Linked DNA regions of Anas platyrhynchos: region 1 is linked to region 2. A link is a contact called in public Hi-C data. All regions are on one chromosome and are shown on one strand. The core of a region is the stretch at or near the end of the contact, and the rest is flanking DNA. Distances in the headings are between cores, read along the strand shown. Region 1 holds the start of ID2 (inhibitor of DNA binding 2). Region 2 has its middle 270 kb from the start of ID2.

Evidence for each region. A called contact is a pair of places that touch in the nucleus more often than the background predicts.
Region 1: a contact with region 2 is called in a Hi-C map of liver, with 2.0 times the contacts expected there. The contact joins the promoter of ID2 here to the enhancer-like site in region 2.

What each region holds. Positions count from the first base shown.
Region 1 is chr3:104,539,868-104,542,567 of IASCAAS_PekinDuck_T2T, forward strand. It overlaps ID2 (inhibitor of DNA binding 2), which reads left to right and starts at 1,355. Exons shown (of 3, transcript XM_005014170.6): 1 at 1,355-1,851; 2 at 1,969-2,033. The coding sequence starts at 1,504. The coding sequence ends at 2,025.
Region 2 is chr3:104,265,927-104,268,779 of IASCAAS_PekinDuck_T2T, forward strand. No RefSeq gene overlaps it. Among named protein-coding and RNA genes, the nearest start is that of ID2, 270 kb to the right of the region's middle. Within about 2 kb of position 1,580, at least 1 of the 8 cell types and tissues checked has an H3K27ac peak or open chromatin away from gene starts, as enhancers often do.

The DNA.
Region 1 (2,700 bases), core at 105-2,604, 270 kb after region 2:
GCGGACAAAAGGCGGGCGGGGGGCTGGCCGAGGTATTTCACCTGGCGCGCCGCGAAGCCCCGCACCAAAACCTACGCGGCGGTGCCGATGGCTTGGGAAGGGGCCAAGCTTCACAGATTTTTATTTTTTTATTTTATTTTATTTCATTTCAAGTCCCGTTTGAGGCAATTAAAACCATTCGCGCTTATTCCTCGATAAATAAACGTCGCTAACAGCGGCGAGGGCAGCGCCCCCCCCCCCCCTTTTTCTCCCCCCCCGCCATTTCCCTCAGGCGCCCCAAAACTGAGCGAGGAGTGAGGGGAGGGGGGGGCCGCATTTTTTACCTCACAAAAACCCCCAAAACCCCTCCGGAGCCTCGTGAACCCCCCCCAAACCCCCTCAGCACCCCCTCCCTGAGGCGGGCCGTGAGGCGTCCGGCTCGGGCTGCCCCCGCTGCAGGTGCGCCCGGGAGGGGGAAGCGGGGCCGGGCCCGCCGCCTGCCTGCCGCCTGCCTGCCGCCGCCGCGGGCGCAGCCCCGGTCGCCATGGCAGCCGCCTCAGCGGCGCCGCCGGGCCCGGGCGGCGAGGGCGGGCGGGCCGAGGGGGGGGCGGCGGCGAGGGGCTGATGTCACGGGGCTGGCGCCGCGCAGTCCCGGCCGGCCCCGGGCTGAGGGAGGGGAGGAGCGGGGCCGGGCAGCGCCGGGGCCCCCCCCGGGGGGGGGATGCAAAGGGGGACGGGTGAGGGGTGAGGGATGGGGGGGGGGAAAGGCCGCGGGGCCCCCCACGGCGGGGCTGCTTGGGAAGGGGGAGCCGCGCGGGTAATTAGTGGGGATGTTAATTGGCTTCGCGGGGTTGTTGGCGCCCGCGCGGCGTTTTTTGGGGCGAGTTCTGTCAGTTTTGGTCGTGCGCGGCCGCCCCGCCGGAGCCGGCTCTCCCTGAGGCGCTGCTCAGTGTTAAGTACGGGGATGGAAAACGCGAAGGAGCTCGGCTTAAAAACCTGAGACGAACCCTGCAATTAAACAAAAACAACTCGTTTATTGCTTTATTTCTTTTTTTTTTTTTCCACTGATGTCCCCCTGGCTGCTACCGCCGGCGGCAGCTCCCTCACGGCCGCCCGGCGCTAACGGTCCCAACGGCCGCGCGCAGCCCCGTGCGCTCAGCCCGCCCGCCCGCCGCGCACTATTTACTCCCTCAGCTGAGCGCCCGGGCCCCGCCCCCCCGGCGCCGCCATTGGCTGGGCACGCGGAAGCCCGCGCGGCCCCCACCCCTTCGTGGCCGCTCCTCGAGTGGGCGGGCTCTCGGGATGATTGACGGGTGCTCTCTAGCCAATGGCAGCGCGCGCGGGCCGGGCGCGGCGGCGCGGCGCCTATAAAAGGGGGGGCCGCGCGGCCCCGCGCCTCAGAGCGAGGTGCGGCGGCGCGCTGAGGGAGGCAGGCAGGGCGCTCCGCTGGGCTCCCCACCGCGCGTGCAAACAGCTCGCTCCGCTCCGTGCCCTTCCTTCCTTTCCCCTCACCGCCTTTCAGCGATGAAAGCCTTCAGCCCCGTGAGGTCCGTGCGGAAAAACAGCCTCTCGGAGCACAACCTGGGCATCTCCCGCAGCAAAACCCCGGTGGACGACCCCATGAGCTTGCTGTACAACATGAACGACTGCTACTCCAAGCTGAAGGAGCTGGTGCCCAGCATCCCGCAGAACAAGAAGGTCAGCAAGATGGAAATCCTGCAGCACGTCATCGACTACATCCTGGACCTGCAGATCGCCTTGGACTCGCACCCCAGCATCGTCAGCCTGCACCACCAGCGGCCGGGACAGAGCCCGGCCTCCAGGACCCCGCTGACCACCCTCAACACAGACATCAGCATCCTCTCCCTACAGGTAAGGCTCTTCCCTTGGTGTTCCCGGGGGTGGTGCAGCCGGGATCCCCCCTCTGAAGGCTGCCCGTGCTGCCCAGCAGGCTAACGGCGGGGTCTGGTCTCTGCTCTCTCCCTGCAGGCAGCCGAGTTCCCCTCAGAACTCATGTCAAGTGACAGCAAAGCACTTTGTGGCTGAATCCGACGGTGAGTAGAACACACCTTCTATTTTGCTTAAAATAAAAAGTTCAGATGAAAGTGGTTGGGCTTTGAATGGGATTCCCCCCCCCCCCGGATGACTGTCACATGCAAAACAAATCGCTCCTAAAAGTTTGCTTAGAATTGACTTACTATTGCTTATAATCCTCTTGTTATTACCAATAATCCTAATCCGGCTGTAAAAAAAAAAAACAAAACACTAGCCTCCCAACTGAGTCTTGCAGTCCAAAGTGTGTCTTGCTGCTAGGGTTCATTAAGCAGCACAGGCTGTCTGCTCTGCTACTGCTTAAAGCGAATTCCCTGGTTATCTCTTCTTGAAGTCTTAACTTCCTGGGCCAAAGTGACTGATTAAGTTGGGAATCTTGGCACAATTCCGTGAATTCTGTGATGTGGGATCGTCTGCACTATCAGTTAAATAAGTGACTGCTTTTAATCAAATAATTGCTCTAAGAGGCAGACTGGCGCCTCTGAGCATTGCGTTTGCAGAGATCTAAATAGAGATTGGGCTGAGAATCCTCTTTCTACCCTTTCCCTTGAGTGTATGTTATTTTAATGTTCAATTTGCGCTCTTGAGAGCGAGTGTGTGAGCGTGTATGTGTTGCATCTGGACGCCAGGGTTTGCCCAATCTTTGAGTGTTTGGTTAAATGTTCAAAC
Region 2 (2,853 bases), core at 330-2,829:
GATGCTCTTGCTTGTTAACATTCTCCTTTGTTTTTGCCCTCTCCAACTCAAACGCTTTCTAGCTGTTTTGCTGGCAGCTTTAGCAGCATTAATACATTCCAAACTAGAAAAGTTTCTACTTTAATATCTTACAACTAGCTCAATATGTACTGACCTCAAACCCAGGATAGTAGTAATTTGATATTGCAGCTCATTATTGTTACTCCCAGCAAGTTTCCCCTTGAAAGTGCCTGATGCTTCCCCCTCCCTCTAACATGCACCCTCCCACCCTCCATTCAGAATTTGTTTTTAATTGTTGAGGAGAGAAAATTCAGACTGTGAGCCAACAATATATTTCCAGGGGGTACAAGATATTAATAGAGCTACATCGTGGCCCCATATATTGTAATAAACTGTGCTGTAATTTGTTTACCCACCGTAGACAGTAACTAACATTCAGATAAATGGAGTTGGCGCCTGTAAGATTTATGATATACTTCTGTGCTTAGCAATGTTTAATCAGGGAGTTAAAATATTACAGTGTAAAATCCTTTACAAGCATGCACAAACAGAGAACTACCATTAGAGGCTTGGCAGACATACTCGGTGTCAAATAGTACCTCCAGACACTCTCAAAACACAAAGAGGAATATTCAAAGCAGCTACTAACTGACTAGCATTATTTGAGAACCACGTCAGAGCTCATTTTTTTAGGGGGACTTGCTTTTGAAGTGACAGAATGATAGGCAGGGACAAGTGGGCTTGTCTGCAGAGCCCATCAAGCTGAAAGAAGTTGGGCTGGGTGGAAAGCACGGAGGTGGGGGGGTTGGGGGGGAGAGGTGAATTTTGGTCAAAAAGGTGGTAGATGCCTGTCACAGAGCTTAGTGTGTTTGGATAAGACAGGCTAGCATGTGGGGGGATCAGCATGAAGCATCACACCTGGAGGAAAAGACAACTAGCTCCAGCCTCAGTGCCATAAGCCTGGCTCCACGAAGTCTAGCCAACATCTGGAATGGATATCAAGAGACACAGTGCAGCCCTGACTGGCGCTGTACTCTACCTTTGTACTTTTCACTGCAAATTGAAAAGCAAAACAGACATCAAGGATATATTTATATAACTGTCTTCAAGCTGCATTTTCTACTCCCATCTGCTGCACATGATAAGTTTCAAGTGTTTTCTAATAAAAAAAGGATTTTTTTTTTACTCCTTGTTCAGTATACAGACTGACCTTTTTTTTTTTTTTTTTTTTAATTCACAGTTTTAAAGGAACAGTAAATATTTTACAGCCAGAGGAAGTGTCAGCACCGTAAGGCTTTCTGCTATTGACATTATTTAACCACGCTGGCTATTGAGCCAAATGTGACAGCACGTGAGTTTGTGCGTGTGCACACATATTGTGTTCATTTGAGTTTGTACACGAGCTCACTTGTGTGCATTTGGATATGCACATATGCCTTGGAGAGGAACATTCCTGGGAGTTTTTCAATTTATTTTCACATCATGTTGTTGTTATGTCGCAAAGGGGGAGGACAGCCCTATATGTACAAACAGGAGACTCTGTGGTAAACCACTCTCCAGGAGGCATACACAGAAGGAATGCAGCCACCATATCAGAAGGGTTCTGTTTTTTCTCTCTGCTTTCTAGCTATGTAGCTGATGAGATCAGATCAGCCTCCTAGTCAGATTGATTAATTGTGAAGAGAATAACCAGAATGAGAAATGCATATATTTGACTGTGAAACTAATAACTTAATCCTCAAACCAAAAAACATTAAAATGGGCTGGGCTATAGGTGGGTTTCTACAGAGACATAGAGAGCATGGTCCTATGTGCTCTTTGGCAAAAGCCAGCTAGACTCCAAAATACATTGTAGACCACATGGTTAATGACATGTAGGAGTAGCCACAAAAAAAGTGCGCTTATCTCAGGGAGTAAACATCAGCCAGCGAGAGACAGTAGGAACCAGAGATATTTGTGTAGTCCCAAGAAATAATCTCCTCTTGGTATAACGCAGTGGGCCTGATTCTTATCTAGCTCCTGTGTTGGTAAAAATTAGGAAAAGCTGCATTAATGGAAATTATGCCAGAGTATAAATGTTAAGAAAAGTGTTCTTGGAATCCATTGGTGAAAAGTTTCACCAACTCTAATACCATGAATAACAATCCTATAGGAACTAGCTAGAATATCAAAAATGTATTCATTATTACCTGTTGATCTCGTGAGAAAGCAGAATCGTACTGGAAATGGCTCCAGTTGCTCTCCCTCATATTGTAAAGTACTATTTTTGGCTGACTTAGTGCTGTGAACAGGAGCTGGGGATGCAAAATCTATACTTCTCTTCTGACTGCACCAATTCACCTTAAAAGCCTAAAGAACTAGTAATATCTCTGCTTACTCTTTCATAAAATACATATAATTCACCCATTAAGGGTAGACTATGTCTTAAATAATGGTTCTAATTAAGATAAACCAAAATTTTTTGTTGGAAATTTATTGCTGTCTTGCAGCTGTTCACTGAAGTGAAAATATGTGGGTTTTTTTGGTCTTCATGGCAAACAGTACCTTTTTTCTCAAGACAAACTTAAAAGGAAAAGAAAAATAAAAAAGATCTATTTTTATAATTAAAAAAAAAATATTTCCAAAAGTGAAAAATATTGTTTTCGCCAAAATTTCTTATATGAAAACCCCCGTCATTCCTAATTCACCTTACTTGTAATATGATTCAGCTATTTCAATGAAAAAGCACAATATGAGAGCAAATACTATATTTATAGTACAGTAGTAGAAGTTACACACCCTATGCTGTGAGAGCTGGTGGATTTCAAAAGAGCCAGAAGAGGTTCTTAGCTTTGGTTTTTTGGTTTGTTTTTT